Regions from separate parts of the Hordeum vulgare genome. Here region 2 is linked to region 1. The links are chromatin contacts, called in public Hi-C maps. All regions are on one chromosome and are shown on one strand. The core of a region is the stretch at or near the end of the contact, and the rest is flanking DNA. Distances in the headings are between cores, read along the strand shown. Region 1 holds the start of LOC123443940 (polygalacturonase At1g48100-like). Region 2 holds the start of LOC123443944 (cinnamoyl-CoA reductase-like SNL6).

Region 1 (3,200 bases), core at 377-2,876:
TTTAATTGGCCTATGTCTTGCCATCACAAAATGTAGCACCAGTTATAGTTACCTGAAAATCATTCATTCACGTACAAGTAGGAGAGAAGTGTGGGCATGGAGCACCCATTGTCTTGTCCTAGGGGCGGGGTCACGGCTGATCAAGTCACCGACCGAGCGGGGCAACCTGTTTTGGTGGCCACCGATGGATGCACGGCCGTGAGCGGCAGGGCGGAGATGGATGGATGCATGCATGAATGATTGGACAAGCAAGGAAGGAAGGAAGGAGCACGGGACAAGAGAATCAGAGATGGCGACGGCGTCCGCATGCGGATGCGGGCAGGCAGCGGTTGCGGCCCGGCCGATGCGCGGACAAAGCGCGCCCCTTCCGTTCCGCCCGTGACCGTCGCCCATGTGACCCGGGGCATGTGCGCGCTCGTCTTCTACCGCTCCCCTCTTCCCTTGCCCGGCTGTTCATGGCCAGACGTTGATTCGGTGGGCGGGCTTCCGTTCCTTGACACCACCTTCGCCTTCACCTTCACGTACAACGTTGGTGTGCGCGAGCAGCTCAAAACCGTTGCCACGAGCACGGGAGCACGTACGTATGCTTGAGGAACGGACTAGATGCTAGCTCGTCCCGTCAGTGATCGATCACATGTCTGCCTTTGGTTTTGGCAACCGATCGAGAAGTGGGCACATACACACATAACTCTACTGCGCGCACAGCCATGCCAGAGACGCATCAATCTTCCACCCCACAGCCACAGGTTAATAAAAACAAAAGAGAGGGGATCTGGGATGACTCCTCTTTCTAGTAGATTAAATAAACGTACAGCAAACTCTCTCTATCATTGAACACGGGCGCAAAACCACCGAGGATACCGGGTAAAGCATTCTGTGTACTAAATTCTGGGAAGCAAGTGAGCTCTTAGCTTTGCCTGAGATGACATTCTTGTTTACTTATTACTTCCTTCATTGTTTCTTAGAGCCGCAAACATAACACAAGCATATTGTTTCAGCGAGATGCATGTGCTCTAGTAGAGTCCTCATATTAAGCCGATCGGCAGAATGACCATCCATATAAGAGCTTGGGGGGAAAATGTCCTATTGACGAGTGGGTCTTACGATATGAAGAACACATCACCTCGATAACCTCCATAATGGCATATGGATTTTGGATTAGCTGCCAAACTGGACATACTGGCGGTCTAATTGCACGTGATCTCTTGGACCATGGCCGATTTGTTTCCCCCACAAAATCTGGTGCCGAAACTATTCCTCCCCGCTCGTGAATAAATTGTGTATGCTTCATTCCTGTTTCAGTAAATCGGTGTCAAAGAAGATGCGGAGCAAACGGCATAGATGTGATTATAGCAGAGAGCCAAAAACAGAGAGACTACAGAATATGTCATAAGAGATGCGGTTCAAGTTCTCAACTGACTGCTATAAAGAAATTGTGAAGTACTTCCTCCGTTCACAAATATAAGTTATTTTAGTTATTTCACTACAGACTATGTACAATATGAAATGAGTGAACAAATATTTGTGAACGGATGAAATATTGATTATGACGAGGAACATAAGCAACAAGAAGACATCACTACCATAATACCATTCCCCTGTGCAGCTACAAGACCTTTGCATGCACGTGAGTTGGGGCCCCATTTTCCCCCATTCATTTTCATCTAATCTTGAGAGGCGCAAACATGGCCACCCTCAAGCTGAAGCTTGTTATTTAAAGAGAACCCTCTGTCTTTCCCTCCTCACAAGCAATCCACACCTCTTGTGTATGTTGCCTATCTATCTACTTCCCACGCACGTACAAACACTCTCCACACAGCTAGCCAACAGGTACAACAGACACAAGGATGAAGCTCAGAGTAAAGGGCTTGGGCCTTCTGCTTCTCCTTGTCTTGCTCGCTCTATGCTCCACCATTGATGTCTGCGACGCAAGGAGAGGCAAACATTGGAGGCCAAGGAGCTCACCGAGCTCCTCTCTGCTCAAGAAGAAAGGGAAGACAAAGAAGGGCAGCTCTCACCGGCAGCACGGGAGCAACCGGCGAAGCCCGCCACCAGGCCCTGCTGTTGGCAAAGGATACCCAAGCCCCAATGTACCTGTAACTCCGAGCCAGAGCCCGAAACCAAGCCCTGCCAAGAGCAATGGACATACAAGTCCACCACAGCCTCCATCTCCAAGCTGTGGAAAGGGCACACAGCCACCGCCGCAGCCACCACCTGCGCCTGTGGCCTCACCGGGCGCGGTATTTAACGTGGTTGACTTCGGAGCCAAGGGTGATGGAGTTTCAGACGATACAAAGGTCGGTCAACATCGCTGCCCCTCCCTTAGAATCGTTGTTTTATCCAGAGAGAGAATTCGCTAACTTGTGTAGCATCATGCATTCCCCGACTCACAAATTCTCACTGCCAATTCCATTTTGCATTGCGCATTTCTTTCTGCAATCCATGACAGGTTCCGTGTTGATCAGTCAAGGAAAACTAGGCATGGGCTTTCCCAGATTAGAATTTCGGTGTTTGTATGTTTGGGGTGGCACTTCAGCTAGTGTGAAGATTTGGATTTTTGCCAGACATCACGGCATGCATAATCCACGATCATCTGACTACCCTCGCATATTTCCCAGTGCAGAGCCGCAGGAAATTGTCACTAGTGACATAGCTTTCTCTAGTCAGTATTTACATGACTGCCTGTGCTTACCGGAAATTTTTTATTTGTGTATTTTTGGATTCTTCTGTTGTTCACATGTCCATACTCCAAGCTCGTACGGCTTTTCTTTTATTTTTTTCCTTTCTGAGGAATCACGGTCTCCTGGTGAACAAAGTGGGCATCAATTCAGGGTTAACAAGCAACTAAAAAAACAGGGTTCACAAGAAAAATATCGATATTTTTTCAAGTGTTTTTTGCACGCAAGAAACATATTGATTGCAAAAATTGGGATGAACCTAATATACCTTTTTTTAGTGTTACATAGTTCTGGAAAACCAGTTCTTTAAATATTATCTTAAAAAATTAAAAAGATTGAAATGTTTTATGTAGAGGCATACTTGAAATCCAAAATACATAACAGGAAAAAAGATTCAATGGTAGTTAAATTCTAGAAAACTGGGAGATGCATTGCAAGTTTCCAAAAAATTAAGCTTCGACCAACATTCAACAGTGTATTTGGGCTTCTTTTCAGCCAAAAGAAATTCTCGCTTTCTAGGTA
Region 2 (3,200 bases), core at 328-2,827, 850 kb after region 1:
TTTTCTTTTTTGAAGGAAAAAAAATGAATGGATCATCTTTTATTAGCCAGCTCTTTCGCTTGTTTCGTTCCGTCATTTGTTATTGGCTAGGGAAAGGCAAGCTGATTCGACTTGCATAGCGATGTACAAGTTGGAGTCTTCTAACCTTTGGAAAAGAAAAGAAAACTACGGCTCAGCTGACGATGGTGGCTAGACGAGCAAACAAATCCTAGCTGAGTATTTAAGTTGCAGCAACCGGTCATTCCGGACGTACGTAAAGAAAATGGGGGCGGAACAGTAAGCTAGCTAGTAATAGCGCTAGATAATTAGTGGTCTGAAATCATGAGAGGAAGGAAAGAGTGATGCGATGCACCACATCAACCCCAGTGCACCGGTAGGTTAGGTGGCACAGTACCATCCGCAACAAACTTTTGTTATTGGAGACAGAGACTCGTGAGAGTGTCGGCCTACGAGACGCTCGTTCGGAATGGTAAAATATGCCAACTGCTAACAAGCAAGGCCGTAACGGGTGTACTTTGCTGAGAGAAAGACTAGCCGGAACAAAACAGGCCAATGACTTTCCACGTGTACTGGATGTCTAAGTATAACAGCGTTTCCCTTTTGGTGCAAGGTTGTAAATGTACCCATGGCCTAGATGCGCCAGATTGCTCCGTGGTGACTTGTATGGACGTACGGATGAACTCACATGTACCATAGTGCATAATATACACCTATAAATACTGTACTCCGGATAAAAAATGGAGTGTAAATGTTGCAGCCTGGATTCAGACGTAGGCAGGGCGTGGACAGAAAACGACATGGAGCATTCAACTCAGCTCTGTGCCAAGAAGGTGCGTCGCCCGCCACAAGAACGATACTAAAACAAAATGATGTGAAATGGTAAAGGTTTGGGATTCTTTTCAAGGCGTCGCAGCCGTGGCCGGGAACCCTCAAATCGACCACGGGAAATGGTAAAGAGAGATGAGATGAGCAGTTGGTTCATGGGCGGCCGGCGACGCGCGAGGCTTTGTGGTGGCTGACTGACACTGACCTTGTGTCTCGAGGGCGAGGCGCACTGTGTAACCGTGGCGGAGGAGGCGGTCGACGATGGCGAAGCCGACGAAGGATATCCCGCCGGTCACGCACACGGTGCGCGGGCCCGCCGCGCTTTCGTCGCCGCCGGTGGCGCGCTTGACGTCGTTGTCGCCGGCCGAGGGGCGCCACCCGGCCGCGCCCCCGGCCCCGGCCCCGTGGAACAGCGCGGCGCGCATCTCCTCCACCTCCGCCTGCATGCTCTGCGTGCTCCGTAAGACGCCCATGACGCCGCCTAGTCTCTCGGTGGCGTGGGTTCTGGTGGAGCGATTTGCGACCGTCGGGGCTCTGGGGGTGGCCGGGCTCCGCGAGACGTGGATAATTATAGCAGAGGAGAGGGAGTCTGCGCTCGCAGGAGCAGCGTAGCTTAGGTAGGTTGGTGGGCTCTGTGCCGCGCTCTGCTCTACGGGTCGTCGGAGCGAGCCGTGGACTGGTGGTTACTATACTGTACAGGCGTGGAGCTTGGAGCTTGGATCTGGATTGTCTGTGGGCTCGTTCCATCTCCACGCGCGCCTTGAGGTAGTTGCGTCGGGTGGCTGGGATCGCTCAGCCGCTCTCATCCCACGGTCTAGCTTGCGCAGGTTGAGGGCCGTCCATATAAATGGATTTTCGCTCTAATAAATACTAGTAGTACTAATAAATACTACTACTAGACGGGATGGTGGAATCCGCATGTGTCTGTATAAACACCATGGGATGTGCGCTGCAGGCCTGCAGAAGATGAGTATCGTTGGTGGCATGGCAGGCTCCACCATCTCTTCCTTCTCTTGCAGACTGCCACGCTCTTCGTGGAGGTAATGGAAGCGGTGCCGGTGGTGCACGTACTACTAGTGTTGTGGACTCGTGGTTGGCTTGGCTTGGCTTGGCTTGGCTTGCAATGGGTTTTCCCCCCGGGAGGTATGGCGGTCCAATCTCGTTGTCTGCATTAACAAACAGGGCCCCGGAAACCGCACAGAAAAATATGGATCGCATCGTGGCGATCCCGACGTATAGAAGGTCTCGCCGATGCAGCCATGCCGGATACGACACGACACCCTATTCTCGAGCCGATCCAAGGGCACTGCTCTCGTGGCTCAAAGAAAGCCAGAAACCCCAACGGCCGTCCACCAATCACCTAAGCCCCCTGCGTCCAAGTCTCAGGGTTTTGAGGGGACCACGTACAAAAATTCCTAGAGTAAACGAAAATATGAGAGTTAAATCCAGTACTGGGCGCTGGTCAGCATCTTTTGGAGTCATATCCAGTACTAAATCAGATTTTTTTTATTCTTTTGAATTTTTTTCCCAACTTTACTGTTCGCAGGGCTCGTTTGAGCTCGATCTCAAAAACTTAACTTACCAAATACTCGTATTTTATGAAAACACGATTGCGGATACACGTCGCAACTGAGCTTGGCCGAGTCGGTGAAGCAAAGCGACAACATACACGCGCTGACTCATCACGTGGAAAAAGCCGTCATTCATGCGTGTCAAGTTTTTAAGTTGGCACACGAAGTGTTTACTCAGGTTTGGACCTTCGTCATGAAGATAATACACTACTCCTGTTTGGATTTGATTGATGTATGGGTTGCCTCATGTCACATCCCTGATTTTCTTTTGCTTTGTGCCTAGCTAGTGTGTGCATCATGTTTATTTTTTGCTAAGTTAAAATGGGGATTAAGAAAACCCTAGCACCTCACCCTAAATAAAACAATTCAAATGGTGTGATTTTCAATGAACCCAAAATGGCCTTTAAAAATGTTCATCTTTTCTGTTAAATGTTGGTGTAGAGGATTAGGTTTAGGGCTGCGCAACACTCAATACTGATTGGGTGCACTAGGCACGTATATATAAATACAAAATAGACATCTACCTCAACTATACAAAGGACTAGGAGGAAAACTCAATAACACAATGTACATGCACATATATAATCAACACAACCCCCCCCCCCCCCCCCCCCCCCCGCGCGCGCGCGCACGCAGTCGAAGCGTCGCGGGAGACACAGATACTGGAACGAAACTCCTCAAAGGTGGAAGTAGGTAGTCCCTTAGTCATCACATCGGTGAACTGTTGTGCAGTCGGAACATGAAGGACCCGGATGTGACCAAGGGCGACCTGTTCACGCACAAAGCGGATATCAAGCTCGATGT

What was found. Hi-C and Micro-C count contacts between places; a contact is called where the count stands out from the background.
Region 2: a contact with region 1 is called in a Hi-C map of leaf, with 3 times the contacts expected there. The contact joins the promoter of LOC123443944 here to the promoter of LOC123443940 in region 1. A contact is called at or near these places in 2 of 6 Hi-C or Micro-C datasets (leaf and seedling).

What each region holds. Positions count from the first base shown.
Region 1 is chr3H:388,525,827-388,529,026 of MorexV3_pseudomolecules_assembly, forward strand. LOC123443940 (polygalacturonase At1g48100-like) reads left to right here and starts at 1,627. Exons shown (of 7, transcript XM_045120505.1): 1 at 1,627-2,297. The coding sequence starts at 1,848. It overlaps LOC123443941 (a long non-coding RNA gene), which reads right to left. Exons shown (of 3, transcript XR_006630891.1): 3 at 752-1,293. LOC123440011 (a long non-coding RNA gene) reads right to left here and starts at 229. Exons shown (of 2, transcript XR_006630253.1): 1 at 1-229.
Region 2 is chr3H:389,375,139-389,378,338 of MorexV3_pseudomolecules_assembly, forward strand. LOC123443944 (cinnamoyl-CoA reductase-like SNL6) reads right to left here and starts at 1,578. Exons shown (of 4, transcript XM_045120511.1): 1 at 1,031-1,578. The coding sequence starts at 1,298.